Linked DNA regions of Xenopus laevis: region 1 is linked to region 2. The links are chromatin contacts, called in public Hi-C maps. All regions are on one chromosome and are shown on one strand. The core of a region is the stretch at or near the end of the contact, and the rest is flanking DNA. Distances in the headings are between cores, read along the strand shown.

Region 1 (4,218 bases), core at 1,495-3,994, 180 kb before region 2:
CCGCAATCCAAGGGAGCACTGGGGATGCATACTCCTGTACTCATCATCCTCAGTGCTCCAGCGCATGTGCATGCTCGCGTGCGTGGGTGGGGGAGGTGCGATCGCAGGTGCCGGCACTAGGACCCAGTGGCCTCGGAGCGCCACAGCAAGAAATCCAGACCTGAGTCCAGACTGGTCACCCAAACATTTGGAGCATTATAAAAGAAAAAATATGACAAAGGAGACCCTGACTGTTGAGCAGTTGAAATCCTATATCAGGCAAGACTGGGACAATATTTCACTGTCAAAACTACAGCAATTGGTCTCCTCAATGGTTACAGAGTGTTGTCAAAAGAAGAGGTGAGGTGAGGCAAGGGGGAAAACATGCCCCTGTCCCAACCTTTTTGAAACGTGTTGCTGGCATCAAATTAAAAAAATGAGCATCAGTTTTTCAGAAAATAAAAATTCTTGGTTTTAATATCCGATATGTTGTCTGTACTATTTGCAGATAAAGATGATGTGCAGATCATCCCTTTTTTTTTCAATTTACATTTATGTTGAATCTATGCCTATGAACTGGCTTCTAGAGTGTCACAGCAGTGCAGCTAAGTATAAGTGCATTCATTATGATACAGACAAACATTGCAAATACAATTCTGGTAATCATGTTAGGCACATTTGCAAATCTTTATATGAGTAGATCACTTGAGGATATATACTGTACATTAATTCATCTAGTTGTATGCAGTTTCATGACAAGGTGGATAATAATTCGATAATATGAATAAACAGTTCACAGTTCAGTAGTTTTGCCAAGGAAATGTGCAAGGAAAGCCTTTTGGATAACAAATGCAACATCTCAGTGGAGCTCAGTAGTGATTTAAATAACCTTTTTATGATCATATGCCAACAATATGCAAGAGTAACTGGAAGACATTACAGGCTCTATCTACTCAGTGACTGGCAGCATTTGTATTTATGCATTAAAGGGATTCTGTTTTGGGAAAACAGAATCAAAGTACATCAGTTAAATAGAGTTGCTCCAGCAGAATTCTGTACTGAAATTTGTTTTTCAAAAGAGCAAACAGATTTTTTAATTTTGAAATCTGACATGGGGCTAGACATATTGTCCCAGTTGAGATGGCTGCCTACACACCAATATTACAGCTAAAATATATACTTGTTGCTTCAGGAATAATATCTTATATGGTAGAGTGAATTATTTGCAGTGTAAACAATGTAATTTAGAAATAAAAACTACAACATAAAAATCATAACAGAATTCCTTTAAGACAGCCAGCTAGCTGTGTTAGACTGTCACATTGATTTTATTTGTGAGGATTAGTTGAATCTATCCAAACAAAAGTAACACAGTTTTGGACTGAATAAATAAAATAAACATTCTGAGTCCTGAGTACATTGACTGGGCTGCTTGGAGACAGGTCTGGTATAATATTTCAAACATGAATACTACACGGCACTCCAGTCAAATTACTGATTTGGTTCATTGCATCACTGTACAAATTACTCTATCATGTCTCAAAAATCAAGAGTACTTGCAGGAAAAGTACTGCACATACAGTAAGTTACATTATTATGTACTGCATAACATGAGTATGATATAACTTCTCACCGTATAGCTTGGCACATGTCTAATCCCATCTGAACACAGTTTTTGGCATGGTTTGGCAAGAACTCAGGCAGGCCTGACACACAGTAGTAACAGTCTCCTAGAATCTTAATGCGCATACAGTCATTATCCTAGACACAGGGAAACAAGCAGGAGAACAAGTATGATGTTTGCAATCGGGATAAAAATGGTGATAAAATAGAAATATTTATTTTAAATTATAATCAAAGGAAAAATAATTCAAGGGTGGACCAAGGGCTGTTACCAGGATGGTTAAAATAACATCTGCATCATTAGACTATTAATACTTTAGTAAATAGAGAAACATTTGTGCTGGCTCTAAGTAACACAGGTTTTAGGCAACCAATACAGTACCCGGTTAGGCAATATTTAATTCAGCCAGCAGGTGGCACCAACCTTTAAAGTAGAAGGAAAGCTACCAAGGCAGTTTATTGCCAATAGATTAGCCACAACAGTGCAATCTAGAACACCATTTTTTTTCTTTATAATGCTTTTCCATCAGGGCCGGAACTAGGGGTGGGCAGAGTAGGCGCCTGCCTAGGGCGCAAAGCTGTGGGTGGTACCTGCTCTGTCGCCTATGCTATGTCCGGTCCCATCTTTCACAGACTGTTTGTGCTATTTCCTTGTCTTTTTGTGCTTCTGCTCTAGACACTGTCTCCGTTTGTTTAGGATAGCAGCTGCCATATTAGCTTGCTGTGACATCACTTCCTACCCGAGTCTCTCCCTGCTCACTCATAGCTCTGAGCTCAGATTGCAGCAGGAAGGGGAGGAGGAAGGGGGAGAGGAGCAAACTGAGCATGCTCAAGCCCTGGAGGTTTATGCTGAAAACAGGAGGTCTGATACAAAAGCCCATGTGTACACAATAGAAGGAAAGAAATGGCAAGGACTAGGTGAGTTAGGAGATTGGTACCAGCTCACTTAAGAGGTGAAGGGCAGGCTAGTTAGCAAGAGATGTCTGTGGCCCCAACAAGGAGCGATGTTTTGTGGTAGGATCCCGGGAGATTGTGAGCCATTTAGGGATGTGAGCAGAGCCGTCATCATGGGGGCACATTTGTACCGGGCTGGGGCCTAAAGGGGGGTCCGGCTGTGTCCTTTTCAAATTAGCCGGCCCCCACTTGACATCGGCGATCCGAAGAGCTGAAGATCCAAAGTTCCAAAGAGCCAAAGTCCCAAAGACCCAAAGCCGTGAACAGAGCCAAATCCGCAAAAAGACCTAAATCACCAAAGACCCGAAGCTACGAAAAGACCCGAAGCCACGAAAAGACCCAAAGTTGAAGCCCTGAAGCTGAAGAAGGACCCAAAGCCACGAAAAGAAAGATGTTCTTTTAAAAACTTTTATGTGGGACCCAGTTTGCCAATGTTTTTTTCTAAACTTATAATAGGGTCCTGAACAGCAATGGCTTTTTATAAAGTGTGTGTGGGGGAGTGGCCTTTTTACTGTGGCCCAAAAACTTGGGACGGGGTCCCGTGATTTCTGATGGCGCCCTGGATGTGGGTGTCCAGTTGTAGGTTAGTGGGAAACTACGGGCTCTGTTGTAAGACGCTGCTAAATATAGGCATTATTATTGGTTTCGAAACATGTGTCACTCCTTGCTTTACTCGTTTGCCTGTGGCTGCTCTATTTTGCTCACAGACTTACTATTAAAAGTTATTATTACACTGTCATGATGAGTATATATTTCTTTGCAGGAAGCATAACGTATATGAACTGTGCAACCTTGTGGCCCAACAATAGAATAAAAAGATAATTGAAATGTAAGCTCGTTTGTTCCCGCTGTCTGTGTGCTCTATTAACTGACAAAGAATTTCTCAATTTGGGCTTGGCTACAGATTTAACCCTCCTTTGTACACAGATAGAAATGAATCAGACTGAAGAGCCCTAATAAAACTCCACATGTAAAATATAGCCAACGAGCTGTACAAACATGTATTTAATTATTGTTTTCAAGCAGTGCCACTGATTTTCCTATTTTGGGTGATCTTAAAGCTTTAACAGAGTGGATGAAATGTGTATGTGTTCTATTTATAGACCAATAAAAAATTTATTGTGGCAGAAAAAACATTTATTTTGCAAACACTAGTAATAGGAACACTGTTTCCAAAATGTGCAATCTAATGTAAATACTGCCAGTAGTGCCATTTAGTTGGGGCATTGTTTATGTTACTAAACACAAGAAAAATTAAGTGTGGAAAGACAGGGATGTGACAGTGGGTCCCCCCTACCTTCCACCTTCTTGCCAACCAGTTCAGGCGGGCCCCTCCTGGGCCAACACAGTTAGACTGAAGAAGTCACTCATAAAACTTAACCTTTAATACTTCGAATTAAAAATGCAAACAAGAATACCCACTGGGCCATGCCCACACAACAAACCACAATTAAAAAAGTGTGCAAACAAACTCACTGCAATTCAAGAGTATATGCAGTGCAGGACTGTGGCCTTAAAAAACACCAATTAAAAACGATAACGCCATAGGTGGTAGGTGGGGGGTTAACAGACTCAAAGACTAGAATGTCTAGTGATCCATAAAGTATCACTAGGATAAAGAATTAATACTGTTACCAGGTAAGTACCCAATTCCTCTTGCCA
Region 2 (4,272 bases), core at 18-2,517:
TTGCACTTCTGACATAATGACACTTTAAAGCGGTAAAATGCAATTTAAAGCTATTTCTTGGGAACTATACATTTAAAGGAAGGGACATATAATATTTGGAGATGAGGATGACGCAATATCTCCCCTTTTAAAAGCAGCTTGTCTGACAGATTGTACCAATATCTGAAAATAAATTAGTTTTGAATAAAATACAGCATTTGTTTTGGTTCTTTTGTAGTGGTGTAGGAAGCCCTATGAGGGTGCTGAAGAAGCCCCTTTTCATAGCAGATGAAGTATTTAGGATCCAGTGTTTCTAGTTTGATGCCTTATTGCACATTTGTGGGAATAAACCCATTTTAAACTAGAATGGACCACTGCTGACAAAATTTAATATTTACAGTTGGGCAAAAAACATGCTTCTGCACTATGCACTCTGCAGTGCTGCCAAGGTGAATTTCCCCCATGATTACAGCAATATCAAATCTGGTGCAAGGAGCCCCTTATTGCTCTTTTTAAATTACTTATGGGTTATTTGTAAATTGCCCCAATAATATCTTAAATTGCAAAAGTGCCCAAAAAAGGCAAAAGTAAGGCTTTGCTGCGCTCCAAATGCTGCTCTCTGTACCAAGTGCCTCTTAGTGCTTGCACCCTTTAGCATTCTAGCACTAGGATTCTAGATTTGCATTGTTTACGTTTACAGCACTGTATCCTGCAGAAGCTAAAATAGATCTAAACACAATAATATGGAAAATAAATATTTTCCTTATTTAAAAAAAGGTTTATCTGTTCACAAAATGAACCATGTCAAAAGTTCTGAATTACAACTGGGGGCAAACTGGTGGTATTCTACATGCCCTGAAAAGTATTAACAAATTTATACATGTTTTGTAAATGAAATAATTCCTAAGAACAGAAAGTATAAAGGGTACGGCCCAAGCAGTTCAATGTGTCATTTTGTAAGTGGACTGGAGGAAACTTACCACTTCAGTCATGATGCTGTTCTTCTGTCTAAATGGACTTGCTCTTGTTGTCTGTCCTACAGGTGAATGAGAAGCGCTAGTCGGTGAATTTCTAGATGCTGTACCATAAAAAAAATCTTATCACATCAGTTTGCACAAGAGATTTGGCAGGATGTTACATAAATATATATTCTGTATTTTACAGTACTTTGAAAGCTTCCTGTCTTCATGACACAAGTTCTGTCCTCACAATGAAACCATCCCTGTTGCGTAAGGGACAATACTAACACTTGTTCTTACATATCAGTGCAGAAATAGTGTGCTCTCACAACCCTTTGCTGTCATTTCTGCCAATGCCGCCAGAAGGGTTTTTTTTCTTAGTCACGTATGGGTGGCAGCAGCTAACACTGAGATGGGTGTAAATGCTAAACCAACAATTGCTTCATTGTGGACATATAGCACTACTAAAAGCAGTGTTGTAATGTCCATAACAGGTATTATTTGTCTTAGTACATTTCGTTTTTCAAAAAGCTACAGATGTTATGGACATTTCCAGAATCCCACAGCACATGTACAATTGTACTATGGTTTTTAAGATGTATATTAATGCCCCAGCTACATTTCTATTTTTATGGCAGACAATCAGTTTAGCCCCTAATAGGAACAAGTTGAATCCTACATTTTCATCTTCTAAGAGTAAAATCAGGGTAAACAGACCATGGTTTCTGAGCAGAGTGAAATGTTTCTTTGAATTTCAATGGTTTGTTGTCCATAAATCAGTCTGCAATTATGGAGCTGTCATTTTTTTTTTTTTACAGAAAACTGTAAAAATGTTTCAGAAGGATAAAACAGCAGGCAGGGATTCATTACATGGTCTCAGGTTTCGATGTTGCAGTTTCCTTTATATTGACAGGGATGATGCTAACTGGGAGCTGGGAAGATAATTCTAGTAACAGGGTGCAATAAAGGGACACAGTGAGGGTAGAAATAAGTCTACACTCACTGTGCAAAAACCTTTATGACACACAGCCATCCCACACATTAAAGGGATTAGTTGTGTGGAAGGCACTATGGGTATGGCACAGTCAAAGTTGTGATTAATTATTATGGTATACTGTATGTTCACTAAAAATGACAGTGGCATTACCTACAACTTCAAGTATGGTGCCCAAAGTGGTACCCATGTATGTGAATATATTTACGGTATGTCATATGTCAAACTACATTCATACAGAATTGTATGCTCTAGGCCAGTGGTCCCCAACCAGTAGCGTATGAGCAACAGGTTATTCACCAACCCCCTTGTATGTTGCTCCCAGTGGCCTTAAAGCAAGTGCTTATTTTTCAGTTCTTGGATTGGAGGCAAGTTTTGGTTGTATAAAAACCAGTAGAGCTTTCTGTGGGCTGCCAATCCACATAGAGCTTCCAAATAGCCAATCACAGCCCTTATTAGGCACCCCCCAGGAAAGTCTTTCATGCTTGTGTCAACTTTTTTCACGTTTGAACGTTGCTCGCCTTTTGAGGAAGTGGTTTATTTTTGTAATAAACATATATGGGGGAATGTAATAAAAGTCGGTATCGGAAAAAATATGCCTCTGTGTGAACAAATTTGCCTTTGTGCGAATTTAATATAGCTTTCGCGAACCCAGAAACTGTTTAGCGACCACTTCCGACAGTGGAAGAAGGTTTGCGAATTTTATAGTTAGTGTCAGTGCGCGGTGAATGTAATATAACGTCTTAATAAAAAAGTTGTTATATTTGCTTCAAAAGATTACGACATCTTCAAAGCACTTCTTAAAAGTGGGTAATGCGCAATTAAAATTCGCAATGTAATAACAGTTTAAGGAAGAGAATTACATTGCGAAATGAGACTTTTTATTCTTATTTGTGCTTATTGTTTTGCTCTTTGCGACTTTTATTACATTCCCCCAATAGTGATATAAAATATGGGGAAATTAGAGAAATCAATAGTAGAAACTAAACAGGAACATAAAATATATAGGGAAGACTACAAATAAAGCAAAGTCTTAGGGAGGGTGACAAGACGATAAACATACCACATGACTACAATTTTTTTAAAAACAGAGAAAAAGGAACAAAAAGAGAGAAGAGTATGGAAAGGAATTACAAGAAAAGAAACCCACAACGTGAAGACAATTCAGCAAAGTTCTTTTGTGTTTAAAAGCTATTGTGATGACTTACTTTGATATTTTGTAATAAATAGTTTTACACTGTTTGGGTGCTATTCCCATCAGTTTCTACAATAAACGGTATAGAGGCGATGGCATTGGGAGAGATGAAACTTACTACTAATTGCAGTACACTGACTTGGAGTATCCATCAGGCACATATGAGAGCACACGAGAGCACTGTTTAAAGATAATTTGAACCAAGCCCTTCCTGCTTTTACTTAATACCTTTGTTGCTTTATCCAGAACTATGGAGCTGTTAGTGCTGGATAATTCATAAGTATCTATGTTTTTCACCTAATAAAAGGTTTTTATTTTCCCCCTTAAACATTTCAGCCTGCAAATAAACATTACCATTTTAACATGCCAGTAACAGTGTGTGTGGTGAGTTTTATGACTTTGTGTACAATGGCACGCAGAGCCATTTTAAAGGGAATGTAAAGTCAAAAAATAAAATCCCATTTTTACTTTCTTTAATGAAAAAGAAACCTATCTCCAATATACTTTAACTAAAAAATGTCTACCATTTTTATAAGAAACCTGACTGTATGCAGTGATATTCCCCTTTCATTTACTTGCCCTGACTGCTGAGTATAGGATACATCAGATGGTCCCTAACTGCTCTGCAGGGAAATTATCATACTTTCAAACAGCAGGGGGACTTCCTAGAACTCAAGCTGCTTTGTTTGTTTCCCTGTAGAGCAGTTGGCGACTGTGTAGAGATTTGTATTGGATTTTATTTGTGTCTTTACAATCCCTTTATTGTTTCCAACTCCAGCTGCAGGGACAAAGATCATGGAGCCAGATTTAAACAGATAAACTCGGATTCTCATTGAAGGATTATTTTGCTGCAGCCACTGTTCTGCAGAGTTGGAGAAAGTTATTAAACAATACAAAAACTATAAAATCCACATTGGATTACATGACAACACAGGACCCAGTGTAATCTGTATATTCTGATTATTAATCAATCTTTCTGTATCAGCTTCTGGCAGATATTATTTGACTTGTGGGGCAAATTCACTAAAGTGCGAAGCGCCTAACGCTAGCACAAATTCGCCAGCGTGACGTCATTTCGTTACTTCGCCGAACGGGTGCTGGTGTAAATTCACTAGCGAAGTGGACCTACTCTAGTGCTACTTCGT

What was found. A called contact is a pair of places that touch in the nucleus more often than the background predicts.
Region 1: a Hi-C map of the XTC cell line shows a contact between it and region 2, with 2.7 times the contacts expected there. The contact joins the enhancer-like site here to the promoter of ltb4r.L in region 2. A contact is called at or near these places in 2 of 4 Hi-C or Micro-C datasets (the XL177 cell line and the XTC cell line).

The regions. Positions count from the first base shown.
Region 1 is chr1L:154,573,402-154,577,619 of Xenopus_laevis_v10.1, reverse strand. adcy4.L (adenylate cyclase type 4) reads right to left here. Exons shown (of 26, transcript XM_018259882.2): 8 at 1,613-1,740. Among protein-coding and RNA genes, the nearest start is that of LOC108715050, 25 kb to the left of the region's middle. Within about 2 kb of position 2,744, at least 1 of the 7 cell types and tissues checked has an H3K27ac peak or open chromatin away from gene starts, as enhancers often do.
Region 2 is chr1L:154,390,664-154,394,935 of Xenopus_laevis_v10.1, reverse strand. ltb4r.L (leukotriene B4 receptor 1-like) reads right to left here and starts at 1,267. Exons shown (of 4, transcript XM_041565495.1): 1 at 1,147-1,267; 2 at 960-1,057. The coding sequence starts at 1,168.